Linked DNA regions of Mus musculus: all the other regions are linked to region 3. The links are chromatin contacts, called in public HiChIP or PLAC-seq and promoter capture Hi-C maps. All regions are on one chromosome and are shown on one strand. Each heading gives the region's core, a stretch centred on a gene start, on an enhancer-like site or on the middle of the called end of the contact. The rest is flanking DNA. Distances are from core to core; before and after follow the strand shown.

The links. Promoter capture Hi-C pulls out the DNA fragments that hold promoters and counts their contacts. HiChIP or PLAC-seq counts read pairs in DNA pulled down with a chosen protein or histone mark.
Region 1: a promoter capture Hi-C map of embryonic stem cells shows a contact between it and region 3, with 2.7 times the contacts expected there. The contact joins the promoter of Megf8 here to the promoter of Egln2 in region 3. A contact is called at or near these places in 2 of 39 promoter capture datasets (cranial neural crest and embryonic stem cells).
Region 2: a contact with region 3 is called in a FOXA1 HiChIP or PLAC-seq map of pancreatic cancer cells. The contact joins the promoter of Axl here to the promoter of Egln2 in region 3. A contact is called at or near these places in 6 of 39 promoter capture datasets (cranial neural crest, frontonasal cranial neural crest, hippocampal neurons and 3 more), 5 of 115 datasets of contacts at active chromatin or transcription factors (astrocytes, embryonic stem cells and pancreatic cancer cells) and 1 of 9 other capture datasets (embryonic stem cells).
Region 4: a contact with region 3 is called in a FOXA1 HiChIP or PLAC-seq map of pancreatic cancer cells. The contact joins the promoter of Gsk3a here to the promoter of Egln2 in region 3. A contact is called at or near these places in 5 of 39 promoter capture datasets (cranial neural crest, embryonic stem cells, liver and 1 more), 3 of 484 Hi-C or Micro-C datasets (B cells, CD4 T cells and myocytes) and 2 of 115 datasets of contacts at active chromatin or transcription factors (astrocytes and pancreatic cancer cells).

Annotation. Positions count from the first base shown.
Region 1 is chr7:25,315,787-25,318,486 of GRCm38.p6, forward strand. It overlaps Megf8 (multiple EGF-like-domains 8), which reads left to right and starts at 1,378. Exons shown (of 41, transcript NM_001160400.1): 1 at 1,378-1,907. The coding sequence starts at 1,721. It overlaps Tmem145 (transmembrane protein 145), which reads left to right. Exons shown (of 15, transcript NM_183311.2): 15 at 1-409.
Region 2 is chr7:25,787,350-25,790,049 of GRCm38.p6, forward strand. It overlaps Axl (AXL receptor tyrosine kinase), which reads right to left and starts at 1,384. Exons shown (of 20, transcript NM_009465.4): 1 at 1,066-1,384; 2 at 1-167. The coding sequence starts at 1,129.
Region 3 is chr7:27,165,549-27,168,248 of GRCm38.p6, forward strand. It overlaps Egln2 (egl-9 family hypoxia-inducible factor 2), which reads right to left and starts at 1,254. Exons shown (of 6, transcript NM_053208.4): 1 at 1,136-1,254; 2 at 1-180.
Region 4 is chr7:25,236,410-25,239,109 of GRCm38.p6, forward strand. Gsk3a (glycogen synthase kinase 3 alpha) reads right to left here and starts at 1,442. Exons shown (of 11, transcript NM_001031667.1): 1 at 969-1,442. The coding sequence starts at 1,251.

The DNA of each region.
Region 1 (2,700 bases), core at 128-2,627, 1.8 Mb before region 3:
GCTGCGTCCCGCCCCTTTCCCTCTTGTGCCAAACGGTCCCGCGGGAGCCGTTCTCCGCGTCCCCTCCCTCAGCCCCTGCCCCGAATGGCTCCGGAATCTGGACTCCCGCTGTTCCGTGATCTCCGCCCCCCTGACCCCCTTCGAGACCTCTGACCCTGCTGGACTCCGGAACACCCGTGACGACCGCCTGGACCCTGCCCGACCCTCCAGGACCCTGCGACCCTCGAGCCACTGTTTAGAGACGGATATTGTGAAGTTGGTCTCTACTTTGAAACCCTCCTTGGGGTTTGTGACCTCGGACCTGTGCTTTGTCCGTCCATCTGAATGCCAAGGACCATCACATGGTCTGTGGCAGAAAGACGTTTTCTCTTCTTGCCAAAATAAAGAGGATTCGTTGAGTTTTTAATCTATAACATGGTTTCTTTTCCATCTTAGCTGAAAAAAGGAAAAGACGTGTTTCCTGAATGTATGTCAGCGTACTATGCGCGCACATTGTGTAGGAGAAGGCCACAAGAAGGCGTTGGATTTCCACTATATGGGTTCTGGGAATCGAACCAGGGTCTTCTGCAAGGGCAACATGCTCTGAACCACTAAGTCGCCTCTCCAGCTTCTTTTATGTATTGATGGTGCTTTAAGTCATACGGGTCTCACTGTATCCATCTAGGAAATGCTATTTTGGTCTGGAGTCCCTTGCCTTCATAACTTGATATTCATGTTGATCCTGAATGTAGAGCACAGAAAATAACCATCTAGCACAGCTTTTTACCGCTCCTTTATGTTGCCTTTCCTTTCGCTAGCAGAGATAGAGGCGCCCTCCAGTGGCAAAGGCTTTGCTCAGCCAATGACTAGCACAAAACGCGATTTTGGGTTACACTCTTAGCAATACGCATGCGTAATTCTCTGAGCTGAATTCCTATTCTCGCTGCGCAAGCGACTGGGAACAGATGGGAGGAAAGTTTCCGGAAGTCTTCCTCGAGAAGGGGTGGAGCCAGGCGCTCCTTAGTCCTCTCAGGGCCGCTCTGACCCGCCGCTCTTCCTCTTCTCGCCTCCTCCTAGCCTGTCCTCCCCTCAGAGGCTGCGCGGCTCCCGCCCCCTCGCCCTCTCAGCGGGTCTTCCTCGGGCCGCTCTGGCCCGGGAGTCTCCAGGTCTCTCTGATCTAGCCCATTCGCCTCGAGTGGGAGGAGCGGGTGGGTAGGCATTAGAGTGAGCCCTGGAGATCCGGGCCGGGACCCCGAAGGCAGGCCCCGCCCCCGTCTGGAGGGGTCTCCCCAGGAGTCTCCGGGCCAGGCAAGTTCCACCCCGCACGCTCCATGGACCGCCCAGCTGGGCTGTAGAGCACATCGCCCCTGGAAGACTGTCTATACGGTCTGTTTTGGCCTTGCAGCAGCCTGAATGTAATCACTGGATACCGTTTATGGAGTCGGCGCCCCTATGGGGGCTCGTGTCTATAGGGGACCCTTACGGTCCCTAGGGGTCAGCCCTATCCATAACGACTTCATATCCAGGGCCTTCCATGGGTCTATAGGGCCGGCCCCTCGGTTTCAAGAGCGCATCAACTGCGGCCCTTTCCTTGGCCCGGACTGCGTGGCTGGTACATCCTTGGACTACAAGGCCATGCTACGTCTGTAAAGGTTGCATCTTGCAGGGCCTCATTCCCAGAGGGTCTTCTCCAGGTCTTCACGGCCCTTCCCGTCCCTTAGGGCCAGTGCCTAAGGCGGCGATGGCCTTGGGTGGAGCTCTGGCCTTGGCCCTTGCACTGGCCTTGGCAGTGCTGGGACCGCTGTCCCTCAGGGTCCTGGCTGGTGACTGCAAGGGGCAGCGGCAGGTGCTACGGGAGGCGCCAGGCTTCGTGACGGATGGTGCGGGCAACTACAGCGTCAACGGCAACTGCGAGTGGCTTATCGAGGGTGAGTGGGGCCGCGTGGGTCACTCACTCGGTTGCTAGTTCATTCATTTGTGCGTTCATTCACTGAGCACATTCCTAGAACCCGGCTCCATTCCAGGACTCTTGCTGTAAAATGTTGGACATCCAGTGTTGCAGCCAGCTTGGGCCCTAACTCTGATGGGAGGGAATGTGCCAAGAGTCACAGTAACAAACTAGGAGTATTTGTGAGGGGTGTTTTTCTTCACTTGATCCTGAATGTAGCGCACAGAAAATATCAATCTAGCACAGCTTTCTACCACTCCTTTATTTTTGCTTACTTGTAAGTCCACTCATGCCTTTAATCCCAGCACTTGGAAGGCAGAGGCAGGCAGATTTCTGAGTTCGAGGCCAGCCTGGTCTCAGAGTGAGTTCCAGGACAGCCAGGCCTACACACACAAAAAAACCCCTGTCTCGAGAAAACAAAAAACAAACAACAACAACAAAAAGTAAGTCCACTCACCTGGCTTAGGATCTAGGCTCTATTTCATATGAGTTTCGTGACTTTGGATGGATGAATTTCGAAGGCACAGTTTCTTTTACTCCAAATGGCCGCAACAATAGTACTTAGTTAAAAGGAAAGGAGTCAGATATTTAACACATTTGATATCTGGTATAGTATATTAGTCAGGGTTCTCTAGGGAAGCATAGCATAGAATGAATCTTTATAGAAATGAGATTAGAATGGCTTATAGTCACTGTGCGGTGGTGGCGCATTCCTTTCATCCCAGCACTCCAGAGGCAGAGGCAGAGGCAGGCAGATCTCCGAGTTTGAGGCC
Region 2 (2,700 bases), core at 134-2,633, 1.4 Mb before region 3:
CTGGGTGTTATCAGCCAGTTCTAGGATCTGTCCATCTCGAAGCCACACCACCTCAGGGGGTTCCCCCTGAACCTGGAGCTCACACCGAAGTGTCCCCGTGAGTCCTCTGGCACCTGTGATATTCCCTGGGTTCCCCACAAACGGGCTGCCAGCCTCGGTCTGTGTGTCTGTCAGGGAGATGGTAAGGAGCATGGTTAGGAAACCCGCAGCTCGCTGCTCCTCTGGTCCACCTTCCCTATCTGCCCATGGTTGCCAGGACCCCACATAGTTGTAGAGTGACCTCAGAGGGGGGTGGGGTGGAGGCATGGGAGAGGATAGGAGTCTTCCCAGGGGATTGAGGTCCGGCTTCCATCTCATGTCCAGTCTGTTAGGAAGAAGGCCTGGGATCTGGCAGCCTCCCACGCCCTGGACTGCCTGGCAGGGCCGGTCCTTGCCATTCTGGTCTCTAGAGACTTCACAGTCTGGACTGGGAGATAGAGGAAAAGAAAACGGAGCAGAGAAGGAAAGGAAAGGGGAGGGGAGGGGAGGGGAGGGGAGGGGAGAGAGAGAGAGAGAGAGAGAGAGAGAGAGAGAGAGAGCACTCCAGCAGGGCAAGAACAAGTGGAGGGGGACAGCAGTGACAAAGGGGGCCCAGGACTCCCAAACCCTCCTTCTCTAGTCTTCCTCTGTGTTTGTTGGGGAAAGAGCCCTTTCTGTAATCTGGACCCTCTAGCTCTGTCCCTCTCCTCAGGACACAGATTCCTCAACCCCCCAGCCCTCCCTCAACTCCTCCTGTCTGTCTTTCTGCCCAGTCCATCTTTTGGTCCTCCCGGTTACTGTTTCTTGTCCTTCTATTCCTCTCTGAGTTGCTTTCCCTAACTCCAGGCTCTTTGAGTCTGTGTCTTTCTGCCGCCCCCCCCGCCCCCCCCCCCGCGCGCGCCCAGGCCAGCACTCTGTCGTCCCAAGGAAACTCCCTAAGCCAGCCCAGTACCCATAACACCTGCCAGCCAGCCCCCACCTCCTCACTGCCCCTGCCCTGGATCGCATCAGCCGGCGTCTCTGCCTCAGTGAGACCCCATCACTCACCCTTATGGGCTGCACACCCCCAGCAGCACAGCGCCAACCACCAGGCCAGCGGGACCCTGCCCATCCTCCAGACACCAACAGCTCAGATTGATGCCAAACTTTCTTCCGAAGTTGATGGGCACCTCGCTAGGAAAGGGGGCAGGGCCGGGTTGTCCCCGGCCCTCCCCCCACCCCTGGGCTCCTGGGATTTGGCACTGCCCGCCTGGCACAGCGGGAGCCCCTCGGCTGGCTCAACTCCTCCGCAGCTAGCCGCCTTCCCGGCTACCCTGCCTCATTCTCTCACTCCCAGACTTCTTTCCCCGCCCCTGGCTCCCCCTCTGCCTCCGCCCACTAGGGCCCCAGCCTTGGGGCCACTGGGACTTGGAGGGGTTAACTAGGAGTGAAGAGTACGGGATCTGCCTTGTCTTAAAGGAGCCTGGGCGCCTTGGAGAGAGGCTGGGGAGGAGGAAGGAGACCTTGGTGGCTCATGGTGGCTGAGGCCGATCCTGGGCTGGTGAGTTAGGAGGATGGGCGCTGTGTCCCCCTGAACTCTCAGGGTCTGGTAAACATTCCTGTAGAATTTCCACTCCTCTCAGCCCAAGACGCCCCCCAGCCCCCCTTTCTGGGCCCCCACCCTCAGCCCAGCCTGCCAGGCCTCCTCCAATTCCCCTCACACTCGCAGCTTGAACAAGGACTCTCTCTCTCTCTCTCTCTCTCTCTCTCTCTCTCTCTCTCTCTCTCTCTCTCTCTCTCTCTCTCTGCATTGACACAGAAGCTGGGACAGGTAGAGACATGCAATGGCATGCTGCCTGCCCACAGATACCCTCAGATGAGCCGGGTCAGGAGCTTGCCTGGGGAGAAGTCTTACAAATGGAAGGTCACTGCGGGACTGGCATATGGGGGATCAGGGTACTCACTGAGGGCACATCAACACTCAAACCCACCGAAGCCCACTTGAACACAGAAACAGGAATCCAGAGGTGGCAGCAGACTGAAGTGACAACCCCAGCTCTAGCCCAGCCACATGACTTTGGGCAATGGGCAAATGCCTGTCTTCCTGTACCTCAGTGTGTCTAGCTTTAAGATGGGGACGAGGACAGCCCCTGCTAATGCAGCAGGCTAGTGCGAGAATGATCTAGGTCAAAGTGCATGCAGTTTCTTGCACAGGGTGGCCCAGATGACGAGGTGCCCGGGATTTTTGCTACCCATGCTGGTTGTTCCTCTGCCTCAGGATTCTTGTATCCAGCCCTGGCAGATCCGGAGCCAGTATTAAGCCTCTGCTGCATGTCTGCTTCTATGCCTCTAGGTGTTTGCCATAGAGGGCATGCTCAGATGGCCTCCTAGTACCCAGTTCTCTTCTTCATTAGTCAGGCTGCTTCTTGATCAAATCATTGAGCTGCTTTTGATCACCACAGAATCCCATGTCACCTCCTGGCATCTCTCTCTCTCTCTCTCCCTTTGCCCTTCTCCATATCCACCACTCCTCCTTCCATCCCCCTGCCTCCAATCCATCTCTTGGTTGGGATCTAGGAGGATGTTTCTGAGACAGCCCTCCCCCCCATGTCTGTCCTCTAGACTCCCCACTTCTCTGATGATCAACTCCAAGCCTCTCAGCTGCTCGCTCTCGGTCCTAACCATAACCACCATCCTGTTTGT
Region 3 (2,700 bases), core at 4-2,503:
GGTGCCACCCTCCTCCGCCTCCTCCTCCTCCACTTGATGCAGCCCGGGGCCGCTGGGCCTCGTGTGGGGCAGGGTGAGGCAGGGCAGGCAGCAGGGGCTCCTCTAGTGCTCTGGGGGTGCTCGCTGGTCCCCAAGTCCACAGTTGTCTCTAGGAGCTTGAGAAGGGACTGATGGGGGTGGCTGGAAAAGAGAAAAGGAAGAACTTAAAAGAAGTCAAGAGACGAGCAGGTGGGAAGGGGTGGGGATGGTACCAGCAGGAAGTAGATGACAGACTGGGCCACAACAAACACACACGCACACAGGGAGACAACATGGGGCATATAACTTGGGAATTTGAGAGGGAATGTCTGGCATAAAGAGTAATAGAGAGAAAGTGCAGAGAACGTTGCATGACGGCCCAGAGAGGAAGGTGATAGGGAGACAGATATCTGTGGACGAAAAGCGACGATGCAAGTGGAAAATACAAGGTACCTGCCTGAGGTTTCTATAGAGACTCAGAGAGATGAGGAGGGAGGAGACACAGAAAACGGGAGTGTGGAATCTAGGGTAAAGTCAGGGTTGTGGGGAACCAACGGGCAATGCCACCGCGCAACATTCGCGGGAACCTAATCGCCTGGGTGGAAGATTACGAGCCAGGGCAGGCGGGGAAAACCGGGAGTCCAGGGACAAAGAGAACAGGGAGAAAAACAAGACGGCAGGGGAGCGGGAGGGCCGGTGGGGTCGACCTGTGCCCTACGGGAGGAAGCCTACTGGGGCCCGACACACACCCAGCCGGAAGGGAGGTCCTGCCAGACGGACGGACTGACGGAAGGGAGCCCGAGAGCAGAGTCCGACCCGACTGCCTTCCTCCCAACCCCCTCCGCCAGGACCCAGGGGCCGCGGGACGCCCCGGGTGACTGAGGCGGGGCCGCCTCGGCCCGGCCCCTCCCCTTGGTGGTTATTGCGCGCTCCCGTGGCCCCCAATGGTCCGCCCCACCGCGCCGGGCGCGCGCTTCCTTCCCCACCCCCAACGCCCTAGCGTGGGGTCGCTGCCGCCCGCGCGCGCTCCCGCCTCCAGCCCCGTCGCCCGCGCCCGGCCACCGGGCCTCAGACTCCTTCTCCTCCCCGGGTCTTTCCCTTCGCGCGACCTCCTCACCGAGCTTTTTCCTCCGGCCTCGGCGCCGCCGTTTGTGCCAGCCGCCCTGCGCTTCGCAGCGCGCCATACCCCGCCCCCCACCGCCCGCGACGCCCCGCCCCCGCCTCGCCCGCTGGGCACGTGACAGCGGCCCGGCCGAGGAGACTGCGCGTGCGCGAACCGCACGTTGACAGGAGGCTTAGAACGCACTGCCCAAGAAGTGAGCTGGTCCGGGACGCGAGGCTTATTTGCATTATGTGCTCCTCCCCTTCCACGCGAAAGCAGACACGCAGGTTCAGTAAAAGGCGTTCTGTGAGTTCTCAAGACGGCCCCTTGGAGAGGGGTACAAAAGAGCAGTTTCACACAGAAAGGCCCACCCCTCGGAGCCAAAAGTGTCAGTGAACTTGTCAGCTGGGTTCTTGGCATTTGCTATGCAAATGTCTCATTTACATGGGCCGCTCCTGCACACAGCCCAAGAGTATATTGAGAAATGACTGCGCAGTTAGTTGGAAAGTGTATGTAAATTCCTACGTCAGTAATTTACATAAGCACTTAAAAAAAAATAACGGTGAGTACGGGACGTCCTTAGAGAAGCGAAACCGGGTAGAACAAATGAGCAAATGTGTACTATTTGCATGACCCGCTCCTCGCTGCTCCCTCAGGGCAACTGTGGGAGTCAGATTAAAGCAACCTGGGACAGACTCACAAAGAAGACATTTGCAAAACCCAGCTCCTCTGTAGCCCAAGCGGATTTTTTGTTTCTGTAGTGCTGGAGACTGAATCCAGAGCTTCACATGTGCGATGCAAGCGCTCTACCACTAAGCTACTCTTAATATTTATACCACCATTCCGGGGAGGGCTGTGTGGATAGGGTTATTTGAATGCCCGACCCTTTCCACCAACTCCAGGGCCTAACAAATGGGCAATAAGTGGGCTTGGATACTTGCTGACATTTTGTGAGAGCAGCTGAAGCTGTCCTGAGGGGGGCTGCACCTGTCTCCAGAAGGCTATGGCTATAAAGACATCAGGGTACATTAAGTATGACCAGGAGTCCGGGTTGCACAAGAACCACAGTGGCACATGGCGAAGAATGTTCGTGTTCGCAGGCACACAGACACACACAAAGAAACAAATCTCCATCAGTGCACACACAAACCTCAGGAGCACGTGTTTTTAGGAACACAGTGAGCCACCGTCCTAGTTTGCAGACATGAGGTGGTGTACACTAAGTCAAACCAGGCACAGACTCAAGACCCCCCCTTAGATTCCCAAGTCCTCGGTCTTGATGTTGCACACAACAGCAGCCTCACCAACACAGTCACCAGGCCAGAGACTACTCACATGCCACAGTGTCATACTGCCCCATACATGTCACACACAGGGATGTCATCGCTGCACACACCACCTTTGATGGATCGTGTACTGCCACTACCATGAAGCATGTACACAACCTGGGATGGGTACATTGTAATCCCAGCTCATGGGAGGCTGAGGCAGGGAGACCTCAAATTCCAGGTTAGTCTAGGCTATAACAAGGCCCTGTGTCAAAAAGGGGGGCTGTGTGTAGGAAAAAGCAAGGACATGTA
Region 4 (2,700 bases), core at 192-2,691, 1.9 Mb before region 3:
CTGAGAATGGAGCTGCTCAACTCCACAACTGCTGAAGGCATATCCCAGCCTGATGCCTTTGAAGGAAAGCTTTGGTTTCCAATTCCCTGTCTCTGAGTAGCAGCAAGCCTAGTTGCCACTCTTAGGGACCCACTCCCTTTAGGAAACTTACCAACAAAGGCAATTTGCAAGGGGGACAGTGAGGGATATTTTGAAAAATACTACCACATGGCTATTTATTTTTTCAGAGCCAGTACCAGCCACTTCAAAACCATATTTTATAAGAGGTGTGACCTGTGCCCCCCCACTCCATTTTTGCTAAAGAACCCTGCTCCCTCACCTTGTTTTAAAAGAAAACTGACAATGAGCTTTCTTAGAAGCCTGTGTTTATTCCCAAGCTATTCTTATCTATAAACAATAGTGATTATTTACTGCCATCATCGAGGACTGACTACAAGTCTAAACGTTTTCAGTGGGTTAGGTGATAATGTCAGGCCGTATGGTTTAAACCTGGCCCTTTTCTGTGGAAACATTAATAATTCTGAATCGGTGTTTCTAAAGGATATCCTATCCAAATCACCAATTTTGATGGGAAGGAAACGAATAGCCCCCTTTTCATACAGGATAGTGACAGAAATCATATTCTTGTCTCTTAGGGGACAACAATCCTAGATCAAATTGGCAAGTAACTATGACCTCTGATCCTAGTCTCCTGTGGATGGCAACGTCGTCAAGTACTCGAGACCTTGATAACTGGAAGAATAGGACCTGTGACCTCTGTTTCTTGGGTGTTGGTAATTCTGAATCTAAACTCCAAGTGATGGTAAACCCTCAAACTCCTTTATCTCGGAGACAGAAAGCTCCGATCCTGGCTTAAAGCAGCACGGTGACCTCGAGCTTCTCTCTGGGTACATGAAAGAATCTGGTTGCCGTTTGATGCGCTTGGGAAACCCAGATCACCACCCCACAGGGCGCCCCTAAGTACTCACGGCCCAGCTTCACTCCCGGCGGCGGGAAGCTAGTGCCCGCGCCGGGGCCACCGCTGCCTCCTCCGCCGCTGCCGCTGGGGCCACCCCCGGAGCTCGAGGCTCCCACGCCCCCACCCATAGCCCCGACTGACGCTTTCCCGCCGCCAGTGCCTCCTGGGCCAGAGGCCGAGCCCCCGGGGCCGCCGCCACCACCTCCGCCTCCGCCTCCTGGCTCCGCGAACGAGCTGGTCCGCGCCCGGCCCGAGCCCCCAGGGCCGCCTCCCGAAGGCCCGCCGCCGCTCATGGCGCCGAGCGCAGGCCCAGGCCGCGGGGCTCGGGCTGCCTGGGCTGCCCCCGCCGCTGCCTCTGCCGCCGCCTCCCCTGGGCTCCGGCCTCTTCCAGGCCGCGCCGTTCGGGCTCCGGCTCCGGCCCAGCGCCCGCCGCGGGGCACGCCGGGAGATGAAGTCCCTCTGCCGTCGGCTTCGTTGTCACCACCCTCGACCCGCACAGCACTCTGGGAAATGGAGTTCTCAAACCCTCAGAGTAGCTGACTGCTGGGGGCGGGGTGTGACGGCTCGCGCTGCACACCGGGAAATAGAGTCCTGGCTAATGTCACCCGACTCTGCCAAAAGCTAACTTGGAAGCACTTTGAAAAACACAGTCAGAGCCACACACTCACTACACAGAGGAAAAAGCAAGTCCCTTAGAGTATCTCAGAAACGAAATCTTAGCCACTCCAATACTGAGCAGCATCCAAGAATGATGCACGCCGGGAAATGGAGTCCAGCCACCCACCCAATCTGTGGGCCATCGGTGACTTCCTGCACCGCGTGCATTCTGGGAAATCGAGTCCGCACCCGTGAATACTTAGTACTCTGGCTGTGAAGCACACTGGGAAATGGAGTCATCACCACGCCCTCACCGCATTGCAGGTGTAGAATGGTTGATAAAGCACTATAGGAAATGAAGTCTCAGATGCTCCTCAAACCTTAAGTAGATACTGTAACTGGAAGGAACTGATAGGAAGTAGAATAGGCATCGCGCTCTCTCAGGCCAGCTAGCAGCGTCGCAGTTCCTTCCGGGAAATGTAGTCGACACCAAGAGTTATGCGCGTCGCTTCAATGAGCCTGGTGTCTTCTGGGAAATGAAGTTCAATATTGCCTCACCATTGACGAGGCTGATGAGAGCTACCAGCAACCAGAAGCATGCTGGGAATAATCCACAGTAGACTCTGACTCTTCGTGAAGCTAGGCTCTGGGGCTTCGTGGGAGCTGTAGTCCAAAGGGAGTACTGTGGCTGAGAGTGTAGGTGAAAGGTTAAGGACAATTGTTCCCAAGGGAGACTATAATGTGTTACAATGTCTTCTCTGATCCCTAGGTCTAAGACCTAAACCGATAAGTGAGTGCTAGAAAAAGTAGTCCCAAGCAACCACATATAGAGAAGAGAATAACGTCTCCTTACATTCTCAACGGATTTAGTACAGTAAACAGTCCCGACTATGCCTCAGAACATTTGTTTTCCGATAGTCTACCTTTTTCCCTAGCAATATGGTTAGGACCAAGAAGATGAGCTGCAGGATTTAAAAAAAGAGAGAATTTCTGTCCTGAACCCCCAATTTTTTGCGTCTATCCTCTTCCTAGATTACAGGATTCTAGATAATCTGAATGAAGGGAGCCGACTACACGAAGGAGTTTCAGCTTTCTTGAGTATGTCGAGTCTCCTGTTAATCAATTAATACCCGGGAAAAGTCGCA